Regions from separate parts of the Oryctolagus cuniculus genome. Here region 2 is linked to region 1. Evidence: chromatin contacts called from public Micro-C data. All regions are on one chromosome and are shown on one strand. The core of a region is the stretch at or near the end of the contact, and the rest is flanking DNA. Distances in the headings are between cores, read along the strand shown. Region 1 has its middle 77 kb from the start of MIR15A. Region 2 has its middle 320 kb from the start of DLEU7.

Region 1 (6,379 bases), core at 2,323-4,822:
GCTCCCGTGAGGGAAGAGGGCGCGCGCGGAGAAAGTCACCAAAGTTCCCTTAAAGTCTTTAGACCGCGTAGAGCTATGGATTTTGCGGGATAGCTGGGTGCTTATGCAACTACAGAGGAGCAACAGTTCTGTGGGCCTCGAGTCCCGGGAGGCCTCTGAGCGCCCTCGTCTCGCCGCCGCTCGCTCAGGCCTCTCCTGGGGAACCACCGCCAGGGGCCAACTCTCACCCCCGCGCCACACTTCCGTGCCTCCGCGTGCCTTCCGCACTGTTCCAATCAGTCTCGAATTTCAACTCCTGGCCCGGGCCAAACTCTTGCTGCGGGACTGGTATATTGTCATTCGCGTTTGCTTTTCCCAGGGGAAGGAGGAGCCACGGGGCTCCTGGCAGCTCCTGGGCGCCCTCCGGGGACGGCCCAATCCAGTGTCTGCGCAGCTCCGGCCCCCACCCTTGCCTCCTTGCGACCCCATACCTTGGCCTCCCACGGCCGCCGCGCTCTGGAAAGCCGCTACGACTGATGAGCCCCGGGTGCTTTCGTTTTGGTTTCGCTCCCTCCTCGCCGCAGCTGGGAAGGCTGCGCAGGAACCAAGTTGGGGGCGAAAAGCGCGTGTTCTGACAGAGCAGCGGCGACAGCGTGACTTGGCCTGAAGCTAGGGCAGGGGAACGGAGGCCGAGGCCGAGGCCTGGGCATCTCTCCCCCTTGAAAAGGGCCCGGAGGCCCTGCCTTACTTTCCTCAAGCAAAGAAAAGTGGTTTGTAGGCACACTGATTCCACAGAAGTGGCGCGGAAACGAATTCGCCTTCTTAGGAGGAGTGCGTCTTTCAAACACAGACGGCAGGGCGAAGCAGATGGGCTTACGGAGGGGTGGCTGGGGCCTTTCGCTAAATTGGAAGGAAAGTGGGGGAGAAAGAGGCTGCTCCAACACCAGGCTCTGAGCACCGTCAGGTGTGGGGGACCGAAGCGCCGTCCGGTTTGTTGCGGGTCGACCCAGCTCCGGGCTTTGGAAATCCGGCAGCCGCTGCCCAGGTCCGTTCGACTTCATCTCTCACCACACATTGCTTGCTTGATGAACTCCTCACCATAGGTCTCTCCCTTAAAAAGGGTAGGGATGGGGGGCCGGGGGCGGGGTGGGGGGCGACAAACCTGGAAAGGTTTCACCAAATACCAGAGGTAAACTGCCGCCCTGTCCAGTCCGTGCGAAAACGCCCTCAGGTTTGGACGAGCCCAGTGCTCGGCCCGGGGAGCCCGGTCCGGGGTGCGCGGGCCCTCGCAGAGTCCCCGGCCTGCACTTGGCCCGACTGTGGGTGAGTGCGCGGAAAGTTTCCCTAAACCACTTGAAAGAATAACAGAACACTTCCAGACTGTTTACCAGTGTCCAGCTGCCCAGAAAGGTCCGACGCGTTTCCTGCCCTCGTTCCAGTTCTGCCCCGCGTTTTCTCCACCAGTGATCTGGTGGGCTACGTTATTTTATTGCAACTCCACAAAGTCAAAATGCGATCTGGAACAGTTAGGGAAAGGACCGGAAGCTGCGAAGGTTAATTACACACAGACTGGCTAACTTGCACTTGGTATGGGAAGGCCTTCCTCTCGTGTTTACCGCCCTCCTTGTTTACATCGAGCTCAGGAATCGGGCTTTAGGCCGGCAGGGAGCTCAGTTTCATTTTGGGGTATGGCGGGCCCTATCGCTTCGTCACCAGGTTTTGAAGGAAAGTTCGAACGTTTTTGTCACAGATTTAACTTTCAGTAACACCTCACGCACTATATTCCTCCCCCACACTCCGCCCCACCGCGGCTGGGGTCTGCAAATTCTTTGGTCCCCGGCCCTTGGAGGAATTCGCGCAACGCCTTGCTGCACCTGCGGAGGAAGCAGAGCGTCTCCAGCGCTTGGGACGCCCGCACCGCGCTTCCCGCGCGCCGCCCGCCGGCTAGGGACCCGCTGCGAGCCACCCCCGAAGCCCCCATGTCTGCGCCCTCCGCCAGCCTTGCGGGCGGGAGCGGGCTAGCACCTTAACGCCTGCGCGAGCTGCCTCGCGAAGGGCATAGGGATTTGTCAGGTCCCAGGCTCCCGAGGCGAGGCCCGGACGCGCGCGCACATCGCGAGCAGGGCGGTGGCGCTCCTGGGGCTGAAGGGGAGAAGGGAGATGGAAACTCGGGACGCTCGGGAGCGCTCCCAACCGGAGATCCCCGCCGGGTGGCGAGGGAGTAGGTGCCCACGCTGTGCGTGACGCCTGGGCCGCGGCCCGAGCCCACGAGCTGGGCGCGCAGCTGGGCGAGGCCTCCGCTCGGAGCTTGGCGGGCGGCGCGGAGCCCCGGGGAGCTGGTTTTCCCGGGCGGGCACGTGACGGGGTTGGCAGCGCTCGGGCCCAAGCTAGGAGGAGGGGGAAGCGGCGAGCAGGAGGCCGGGGGCGGGCGGCTGGCGCGCTGTGTACTTAGGTCGTGTGCTGGGGCTTTTCTCTCCCAGGAGCCGGTGGGGGGAGGAGGAGGGGCCGCCGCTCCGCCTTCTCCTTTTCGCAATGTTGACGCAATCTATAAATAGTGGAACAAAAGGACCAACTTCCTCGGAGCTTTGCTGAAACTGCACAAAAAATCGAGCTGGGGGGTTCCCTAGTCCCCAGCGATGGGGCGGGGAGCGCGGCGCCGGGGGAGGGGGCGGGCGCGGCGGCGGAGCGGGCCCTGCCGAGCGGGGACACCTGGCTGAGGCGCAGCTGCCGCCGCGTCGCTCCGCGCGAGCCCAGGGCTCCGGTCCCTGCGCGGGCTCGAGAGCTCGCGCCGACCGGGGGTCTTCCTCCTGCGCCGTTGACAGGTCAGTCTGTGCCGCCCCTTTCCACACTGGGTTTGTTTTTTTTTCCCTCCCCCCAAGCCTCCACTTTTAGAAGCGAACTGAGGGATAAAATAGAATGAGGCGCAGTAGCGACAGCCACCAAACTGCAGCCCCCAGGAGCCCTCGGCGGGGGTGGCCGAGGGGGCTTTAGGAGGCGGTCCGCCCCTAGCCCCTCGTCGGGACGCCGCTGCCCGCGCCGCGGCCGAAGGCGAGGCCAGGCAGGACTGGCGCGCGCCGCCCAGGCGGCAGGGAGCGCGGCGGCGCGAGCTGCCGGGCGGGGCTCGGAGGGGGGCCCCCCGGCGGCCTCTCCCGCCGGGACCGACCCCCGGCGGTGACGTGTCAGGGCCGGGAGGCCGCCGTGCACGCCTCGCTCACTCCCGAGCTCGGACCTGACCTCTTCGCCTCGTCCTCCGCGGCCGTGGGAGGACTGAGCAGAGACGCGCGGTTGCTGCACGACACCGCGCCCCCCGGCTCCGGAGCCCACGCAACCCCGCACGCCGGGGCTGGGGGCAGGGTGGGACCCGGGGCACGCCGGGCTCCAGGAGCCCAGGACCCGAGCGCGAGCGCCCGCCGCGCAGCCGTGGCGGTTACACTGGGCGCGGGGGAGGGGGCGGAGCTGGCGCTGTTGACAGCGGCGCTGAAGCCGGGAGGGCGAAAGTTGGGGAGAGGGGGCGGGGGAGAGGTGGGAGTCGCGCCTGGGGGAGGGAGCGCGCGCGCGGGATTCGGCGGGGCGTGGGGGCCTGGTCACGTGACGGGCAGACGCCCCCGCTACAGGCTGGCTGCAGGGGTGACGTCACCACCCTTGGCTGCAGGGGGTGGCACTTCCGCTCCCTCCCCCATTGCCGCTGCCCTCGCCCCCTAGTACTGGTGGCGGCCACTGCTTGGCGGTGTGGGAGAAGGGAGAGGGGCTTCTCCCTTGCTGCTCCGGCCCCCGACCGCTTATGCAGCTTCCCTGAGTCCCGGGCCAGTGCCCTAAGCGAGAGCTGCGGCCGCCCTTTCACGGCGCTCCCCATTGTGTCAGCGGGCGGCGCTGGGCGGAGGCTGGTGCGGCCCCCCGCGGCTCCCCGCTCGGAAGGGGGCGGGGCGGGCCCGGGCGGCCGAGGCCAAGTGCGGCCGCCGGCCCGGCCGCGCGTCCCGAGAGCGCCGTCGGCGCGCGCGAGCTCCGACGTTGCGGACTTGCGGCGGGGCGCGGCGGCCTCGCCCGCGAGCCTGGGCGCCGCGGGGCTGGGGAGCCGCGCCGCGGCGCCGGCTCCGGCCTGGCGGGTGTGTGGTCGGAGTCGCTCGCCGCTCCTAGGGACGCGATTCCAGCAGTCGTTAGGAGCTATTTGGAGAAACTAGGGGTTTTGGTGACTCAGCGCGGTGAGCGCTATTTATAGGTAGATGCGTTAAGAGTGGGGAGAGACTTCGCCCGGATCCGTGCGCCCCGGGGATGGCACAGAGCTCTGTTAGGAGGCAACAATTAAAGACTTAATTTTGGAAAGGAAAAAAGATGCGACTGTTAGAACCTAGAACCTGTGCTGTAAGGTGTAGCAGGTCTCAACGAGCAGACTGGTTAAATACAGCTTATCTTAAAAAGTTGGGACGTTTTCCGGAGTAGATGGAGAATTTTGGGACACATAGTGACCAGAGACTTTTTTTTTTTGGATGGTGGTGTGTAAACCAGAAGTAGTAATTCAGGTAAAATATTCGGCAGTCTTAATAGACTGCAGACTCTCAGACCTGTGTTGTTTATTAGTTACAAGATTTGTTAAGTATATGACACCATGGCTAGGTCCGAAATAAAGGAAAGCTGGATGATGTTGGAAGTTCCTACACAAATGTTCTGTTACAAGACGGTGTGTGTGGCATTTATCTCTCATCAGAAATCTGGGGATTATAAATTACGTGTTTACCACCCAGTTTCTCCCTCCCAAGAAATCATTACATTACTGCCCTGCGGGTCTTCAACGGTGTTTAAGTGCTTGACAAACACTGATTAGCCGTTGCTTGTTTTGGCTTTATGGCTTTCATTCTTTTCTCCTCTCCCCCTCCCCCTCCCTCCTATCCCCGGTGTGGAAATCCTGGAGCGGTTGTGTGGTTGGCTGCACAGAGGCAAGAGTTCACACTCAGCTGGCTCAGCCTGTGCAGCTTTCCGTAGGTAGGGTCACCTGAGATGTTTCCTTTTGAAAGAAAGAAGGTGGTTCCTGGATGGTGGCGGTGAGGCCAGTTATGAAGAAGGGAAAGGGCATCAAAGCTGAGCAAACGAAGTGTATGCCGGTCTGCAGTCAACAACAGCGGCCAATTCAGTTCGGGTGCCCCGTGCGGTGCTGGACAGATGGCCGGATCATGCATATCATGCTGAGGAATTTGGATTTTCGCCTGAGACCTACACTTTTTTTTTAGACTTTTGGGGGACACATAGCCCTTTGAGGGGGAGAAAAGTAATGGGCTCTCTTTCCATAAAAAATGTGCTTACAGATATATATTAACGCATACTATTTCAGGGAGAGTTACTCTGCTTTCAGAATAAATTCCTAGGAAAGGATTTTTTAGTGAAAATGATGTGGTCAGGTGTGCAGCTTGCAAAGAGTCCATTCATTGGTCGGAGTCCTGGGAGACTTGAAGATGGGATGTAAGACAGCCTGTGACCTAAGTGAAAATCAGCTTGCACCAGTGCTGAATACCCCCTGGGGGCAGTAGGGTTAGGGAGAAAAGTAATGAGAGAATCAGTGGAATGGGGAAGCTGGCCTGGGAGAGCCAGGACAAGGGGCATACAGGCTTCTGGTGTAGAGTGAGGACTAGAGGAGGAGTGATCCTCAGGTCCAGGAGGAGGAACTCTGTTTTGTTCCTGCAGAATCTGAGGTATCAGACAGCTATCCCAGGAGGGTTACAAGTCCAGTAGTAGCCAGTCAAGGAAGTGTCTGAGACAGACCAGGCAGAAAGTAAAGAGATCTGAGACGGGAACCCCGGGACACCCACGGTTAGGGAAAGAGGAGGCACAGGAGGATTCTTAAATGATAGTGATGTAAAGACAGGGAAATGTCTTTAGCAAATACTTCTGCTGAGTCGATTCTGCTCCCCCGATAGTGAGTGGAGACCTGTTGTTATTCTGGTCCCTTGATGAGACTGCAAAAACTGTGCTGTTACAGTGAAAAGGAAAGCATAACTACCCTTCCAAAGATTTGAATTCCGAAGGGCAATGAGGGCAGGAGAGGATTCAGCATTGTTGCCCCTTATGAAACTACTGAAAACAGGGAAGAAGAAAAGGAGAAAAAGAAGAAAGCAACTTTATTTTTCCCCTACTGAAGCCCCTAAGCCTTCAAGGAAAACAGAGGATAGAGTGGGTCCCTGAGAGATGTTTTTTGCTCCTATGGCACTTCAAAACCACACTTAACCTCCAACAGTGAGTCCTGGGAGGTGCAAAAGTGGCAGTCTGGCTCAGGAAATGAGGAATAGTGAAGGGAAAGGGTGATCTCTGGCTTCCTCCAGCTCCTTCCTACCAGTTAAAGGCAACCCAGAGAGAGAGAGAGATTTGTCCAAAGCAGGGACTCAAATACATAACAACACCCCAAAATTTATTA
Region 2 (5,761 bases), core at 1,547-4,046, 460 kb before region 1:
CAGCGCCAGTGGCAGACAATAGGGTGGCCAGGGAACCGCGCCATGTCTCCAGCAGGGAGACTGCATTGCTGCTCTGTCCATTTCTCTACTTCTTCCTCCAGTTCTGTACACAGGGGTGGGGCCACTCTCCTAGATCACTTCAAAACAACTGTTGTAAAGAAACCCGTGTGTGGTTTTGTGTTACCCCCATTGGAGCGTTGTCTGTGAATACAGGGCATAAAAGGGGATAAATTGTCTAACTCAATCCACCCTTGAGGGCTGCCACATTAAAAAGATAGACCACAGAACTTTTCGTTTGCACCAAAATGATTGCAAAATGAAGAGACAGAGATGTCTAAGGAAAACTCTGAATCTTGGGTGATGTGGAAAACTCTCTGATGTACTCATAGGCCCATACATAAGATTTTATATCTGTCAATCTCTCCACATTCCTGATAGTAACCAGTCTTGGAAGAACATTTTTGGCACATGTTAAGTTTTACTCCGGGAAAAAACAAACAAACAAACAAGAAAAACAAGGTATGAAACAAATTTAGGGAAGAAGAACTTGGATAGGTTTTTTTGTTTTTATTTTTTATTTTTTTATTTTTTATTTGACAGGCAGAGTGGACAGTGAGAGAGAGACAGAGACAGAGAGAAAGGTCTTCCTTTGCTGTTGGTTCACCCTCCAATGGCCACCGCGGCCGGCGCGCTGCGGCCGGCGCACCGCGCTGATCCGATGGCAGGAGCCAGGTACTTATCCTGGTCTCCCATGGGGTGCAGGGCCCAAGCACTTGGGCCATCCTCCACTGCACTCCCTGGCCACAGCAGAGAGCTGGCCTGGAAGAGGGGCAAGGGCAACCGGGACAGAATCTGGCGCCCCGACTGGGACTAGAACCTGGTGTACCGGCGCCGCAAGGCGGAGGATTAGCCTAGTGAGCCGCAGCGCCGGCCCATTGGGTAGGTTTTTAATTCAGAACCACAGACACACAAACTGCGTGGTCCATCTAAGTTCAGATGGATCTTAGGGCTGCTTTACCTGAAGCACAAAAGATCTGAATTGTGTCCCACACAGAGAAATTGCCCTTAGAGACTGCCTCCGTGATTGGTTTCTCTCCTAATATGCGCCAGTTAACATGTGTATACTTGACAATTTGCTGAGCACTTCGTAAAACAAAAGGCACCCGATGTGATTTTATATATATATATATATAAAGCAACAACTGTGTGAGGAAAAGTGACCCTGAGATCCTGCAGTCCACTGACTCAGTCCCTTACTGGGAAAGGCTCCTGCCACTCCCCTCAGTCCCACTCCTGGACAGAGAATCACCAACGTGTGGGGCGGGTCACCACCTCCGCCTCAGCCCTGCCCCCTGCCCCGGGGACGTGCTGACCCGCAGGGCCTCCCAGCAGCGGGAGTCAGTTGCACGGCCCTTGGAGTCCTCCTTGGAAGGCAGAGTTGGATGTTTTCAACACCAGCTTCCTTCAGGCATTCACTGCGCCCCAGGCTCCACATGGCCCTCGGGAGGCCAGCAGGGCTGGGGGAGGGGGTCTTCTGGTCCCTCACCATTCCCTCACCAGCCCTTGATCAGCCTCCCAGTGCCAAGCTGCATCCCGGCGAGGAGCACCCAAGCCCCTCCGGCAGGAGTTTTGTGGCCTCAGGTCTCTCTCCTGCCCCAGTTCCAGTTTAGGACAGGACCGTGCAGAGGGGTCAGGGGAGGGGCTGACCGAGGCTCGGGGATGACAGCGTCCAGTCTGGCTTTTGCCTCGTGTGACTTCCTTCTCACTGTTCCCTCGAGCAACTAGATCTCCTCATATGAACAAATCTGTGTTAAAATCAGTTGTTTTTTCAGAGAACACAAGGAAATGATGATGCTAGCAAAGCTTTCGCTAAACCACACTGTTTGTCCACAGCGGGCACCATGCTATACATTTCACATTTGTTATTTCATTTAATTCTGGCAAAGTCCTATACAGGCAGGTGTTGCCACTATCCCATTTTGCAGGTGGGAAAACAGAGGCATAGAGGTTAAAACAACTTTCCTCTATGGACACATACACACTAAGTGACTTCTTCAAATCTCATAGGTTCTGACTCCGGAGCGACGCTCTGAACCTAAAGGTCCATCTGCACGTTTCACGGCTAGTTGGCTGCAGGGCATTTTAATAAGGCTAAACTAGTCACAGGGACGGAGGGGTGTAGCAGTCTGACTGGGAGGAGAGTCAGAACAAAGCCCAGGCAGCAGGGACAGAGAACTGGAGTGTGTCCTCAGGGGCCACTGGGACTTTGGCTGGACCCATTTGTTTTTCTAAGCACAGGTACTGCATGGTCATTTGAAACCACGTGCTTACCATCGCGGGACACCGTCCACGGCAGCAACCTGCCTGAAGCTGGCAGGGGCAGAGGAGGAGGAGGGAGCGCATCTGGAGAATGTGGGTCAGCCCTTCCTGCACAGAACGGCAGGGGAGGTTGATTTTTAGTGGGAAAGATTAGGAAAGTGCTTCTGAAATGTTTTCCACAGAAGTACAAACTGGTGAAATCAAAGCTGACACACTTCTGCTGCGGGCCGGGGGTGGGGGTGAAGTGGGGGCCCATGGCTATAGGGACTGGCTGCTGTTAACAAGCTCAGATACTTTTAAACTACGTTTGCCCCCCTCCCAAAGAAATGCATATCAAACCCACTAAGAGAAGGACAGACAAGCAGTGCTGCAAGTCAGGAGACCGCCCCAGCCGCCAGCAACCCAGCTCACAGCTGCCACGCAAAGCCACAGCCTCTGCTGCTGCGACACACACACATACACACACACACACACACACACACGCTGCTCCCCCTCCTTGGCCCGCGTCCCCGCCTGCACCAAGACCTTGCCAGCTGCGCCTGATGATCAGACAAGTGGCTTCCAGCCCAGCCTCCAGAATTCCAAAGAGATAATGCTGAATTTGATGGCAAAGCCTTCCCAATTCTGCAGGGCCCGTTTCCCCAGCAGGAGCTGCGCTCGCACCCCTGGAGCCAGGACCAGCCTGGCAAGGGGAGTAATTGCAGTCTAATGGCGTGGCGCTGCCCCGACTGCCTTTCCGGCTGTCACTCTCTGGCCCTGTTATTACTGGCTCCAGCTTTATTTTAGGGCTACTAACCTGCCCTTACACGTCTGCTGTGCTGTGCTGGTGAACTGCAGCTGATGGGCCTCTCAGAAAAGGGGTGGGTGTCTTCCTTCTACCTCCAGCTTTGCTTTTGTTTTTCCTTCGGGCTTCTCTCTCTTCCTCTCTCATTCCTTCATTCCACCTGGTGGGAGTGGGCGTCCGTAGCTTTTTCAGGGATATCTCCCCAGCTGCCAGCCAGTCGTGCTATCTGAGAGCCAACTTCCAGGTCACAGGTGCAGAGAAGGGGAGCCTGCCCAGGCTGTTCTGTAGTGCTGACTGGGGGGTCCAGGGCCCAGCCCCCGGCTAAGCCAAACTCTCTTGGGCTATTAATTATAGCAGACAAGTAGGCCAGCATCCCACCCCCAAGGAAATGGCAGTGGAACGGGGTCAGGGGATTCCACTGTGCTCGTTATCAGCCGGTCTGGCTCATTTATTTAAGAAGAAGCCACACTTGTCCTCTCAAGAGGCACGGAAGCCCAGGCCCTGCGCATTTTCAGCACACTCCCCTCCCCTGCCTGCAGCGTGGACCTACAGAATGTAACGGGAGCCCACTGAGGGCTCAGGCCCCCGCCTGCGTGCTCACACCTGCGCAGTTCCGATACCTTCCTTCACTGCGGCGGAGGGTCTTCCACGGCAAGCAGATTTGAGCACAAAACACAGTGTGGGCAGCACGGGCAGGTGGGCTCCAGCCCGTGTGGGTGGCTGGTTGGGCCACTTCACAGGGACTTGCTCTAAAGCACAAGGAGAGGGCTTTGATCTCCCCCTGAGACTGCAGCACACAGGATGGGGACAGTGTTGAAAACCACATCAGACTGGAATCAGGCCAGGTGCTGTGTCTAGCCCTTTTTGGCCCCTTGTGTGGTCTTGCGGGTTTCTGAGCTGCAGGAAAGATCCAACTGCACCCGACAGAACCGCGGCGAGGCTGACATCACAGGAGGAAATTGTGAGAAATGGCTCTGTAAATGGGCAAACAACATAGATGAAAGAGGCTCTTGTTACTAGGTTTATCTTTGAGGCAGGAGCACCAAGGGCCAGAAAAGAGAAAAAACTGAACTCCCAGTCTGAGACGCTGGGAGAATCAGGCAAGCCTCAGTAGCTGCTCTCGGGGCAGGATCTTTCTTCTGGAATATTCTGCCACTACAGCAGCAGGAACAGGTGTGGCACTGCTCTTGCTACTGATGACACGGCCAATTCTGCCATCAGCTGTGCTAGAACTCAAGCCCAAATCACGGGGCTGAAATCCTTGCAATGCCAGCCAGCCCTCCACTCACCAGCAATGCCGTGTAGTGTTGATAGCCTAGACCCTGGGACCAGGCGGCCGGGTCGTGAGTCCAGCTCGCTATCTATGAACTAGATAGGTGGTTTGTAGAGAGTGAGGTTGAGGATACTACCTAGGACTCATAGCGCTGGGAGAATGAAACGAACAGTAAAGGGCCTTGAAGAATTTCTCACATGTGGTGAGACAAGTATGGCTATTATTATTTCCCAGTACCTTAGCCCACTCTAAAAAATAATCTGTACATTCTAGATTGGGGGAAGAGATAGATTCTCTGGGTATAATGCAGAATAGAGTTTGACTGGGTTTTGAGAAATCCAGCCCCTCCCCCTCCACTCTAGTGGGAAGTATCTGCCTTGCCACACTAAGTTACAATTCAGGGTCCAGAATGGTGAGCATAACTGCTTCAAAGAGTGATTATGTCTCCTGTCACTGGTGGAGCCCAGGACTGGAGGAAAACGGGTCATGTGGCTACACTTGGGCTACTGGGTGGACTTCTCTCTCAGGCCTCACTTCCTGAACTCTGCATTGTAACAGCACAGCACCGGCCCTGCAGACCTGGTGCTTGGAGCACTGCACACAGGACACACAAGAAACTTCAGCAGCCACTACTGCTGTTATTCAGATTAGCATTCATCAATCCCCCAATGCGGGGATTTAGATTGTTGAGAAATTTTGTGAATTTCATTTTTCAAGTTAGATTGTGAACATTTCTAAAACGTCAGATAAATATAACCAAAATCTGCATTAAGACAAAGAAAGGAAACACCATATCACAATGAACTATTTGGTCATACAGCATGACAGTGTCTGCAATAGTCAATGTTGTCAACATTTTTCTTAGTAATGGTGAGGAGTTCAAATTATGGAGCATTTTCCCACATGAAACTCAATCCTGTAAATATCCCTCAGCATTTTTAACAAGCCCAGTAAACATGGCTGGTCCTCATCTTTGTTTCTAACACCAGGTGTGGAGGGTAAGGAAGGAGGTGCCAAGCTAGTGTCTGCAAATCCTGGACACCCTGAGGCGCCCCTCTTTGAGTTTTGCCACAGCATAGCTTACCTTCATCTTTGGGTGCTTTAAATCTTCAGGGATTGCCCATCTGAATAGTCAAGCAAGCTCCTAAGTGGCAAGAGTGAAAATGCCACATGATTTTTAACAGTTTTCAATAGCTCATGGGGCCAGTGACCTTAGGTCAACCATCAAGTTCTGGATCTGGCAACAGAAGTTAGAAAGGGAGTCCACTGAGCACAGAGCGGATGCAGCAGCACAATTTTCTCTGTTCTGGCTTCGTCGGCAAAGCAATGCTCTGGCATTGTGGGGCCACCTCGGGAGATGGGGTGTTTGTGTCCAACCCGCAAGG

What was found. Hi-C and Micro-C count contacts between places; a contact is called where the count stands out from the background.
Region 2: a Micro-C map of ear pinna shows a contact between it and region 1, with 3 times the contacts expected there. The contact joins two enhancer-like sites. A contact is called at or near these places in 2 of 6 Hi-C or Micro-C datasets (ear pinna and skin fibroblasts).

Annotation. Positions count from the first base shown.
Region 1 is chr9:69,381,699-69,388,077 of mOryCun1.1, reverse strand. No RefSeq gene overlaps it. Among named protein-coding and RNA genes, the nearest start is that of MIR15A, 77 kb to the right of the region's middle. Within about 2 kb of position 3,572, at least 7 of the 8 cell types and tissues checked have an H3K27ac peak or open chromatin away from gene starts, as enhancers often do. A contact at or near this core is called in ear pinna, where this site is marked.
Region 2 is chr9:69,844,931-69,850,691 of mOryCun1.1, reverse strand. No RefSeq gene overlaps it. Among named protein-coding and RNA genes, the nearest start is that of DLEU7, 320 kb to the left of the region's middle. Within about 2 kb of position 2,796, at least 2 of the 8 cell types and tissues checked have an H3K27ac peak or open chromatin away from gene starts, as enhancers often do. A contact at or near this core is called in ear pinna, where this site is marked.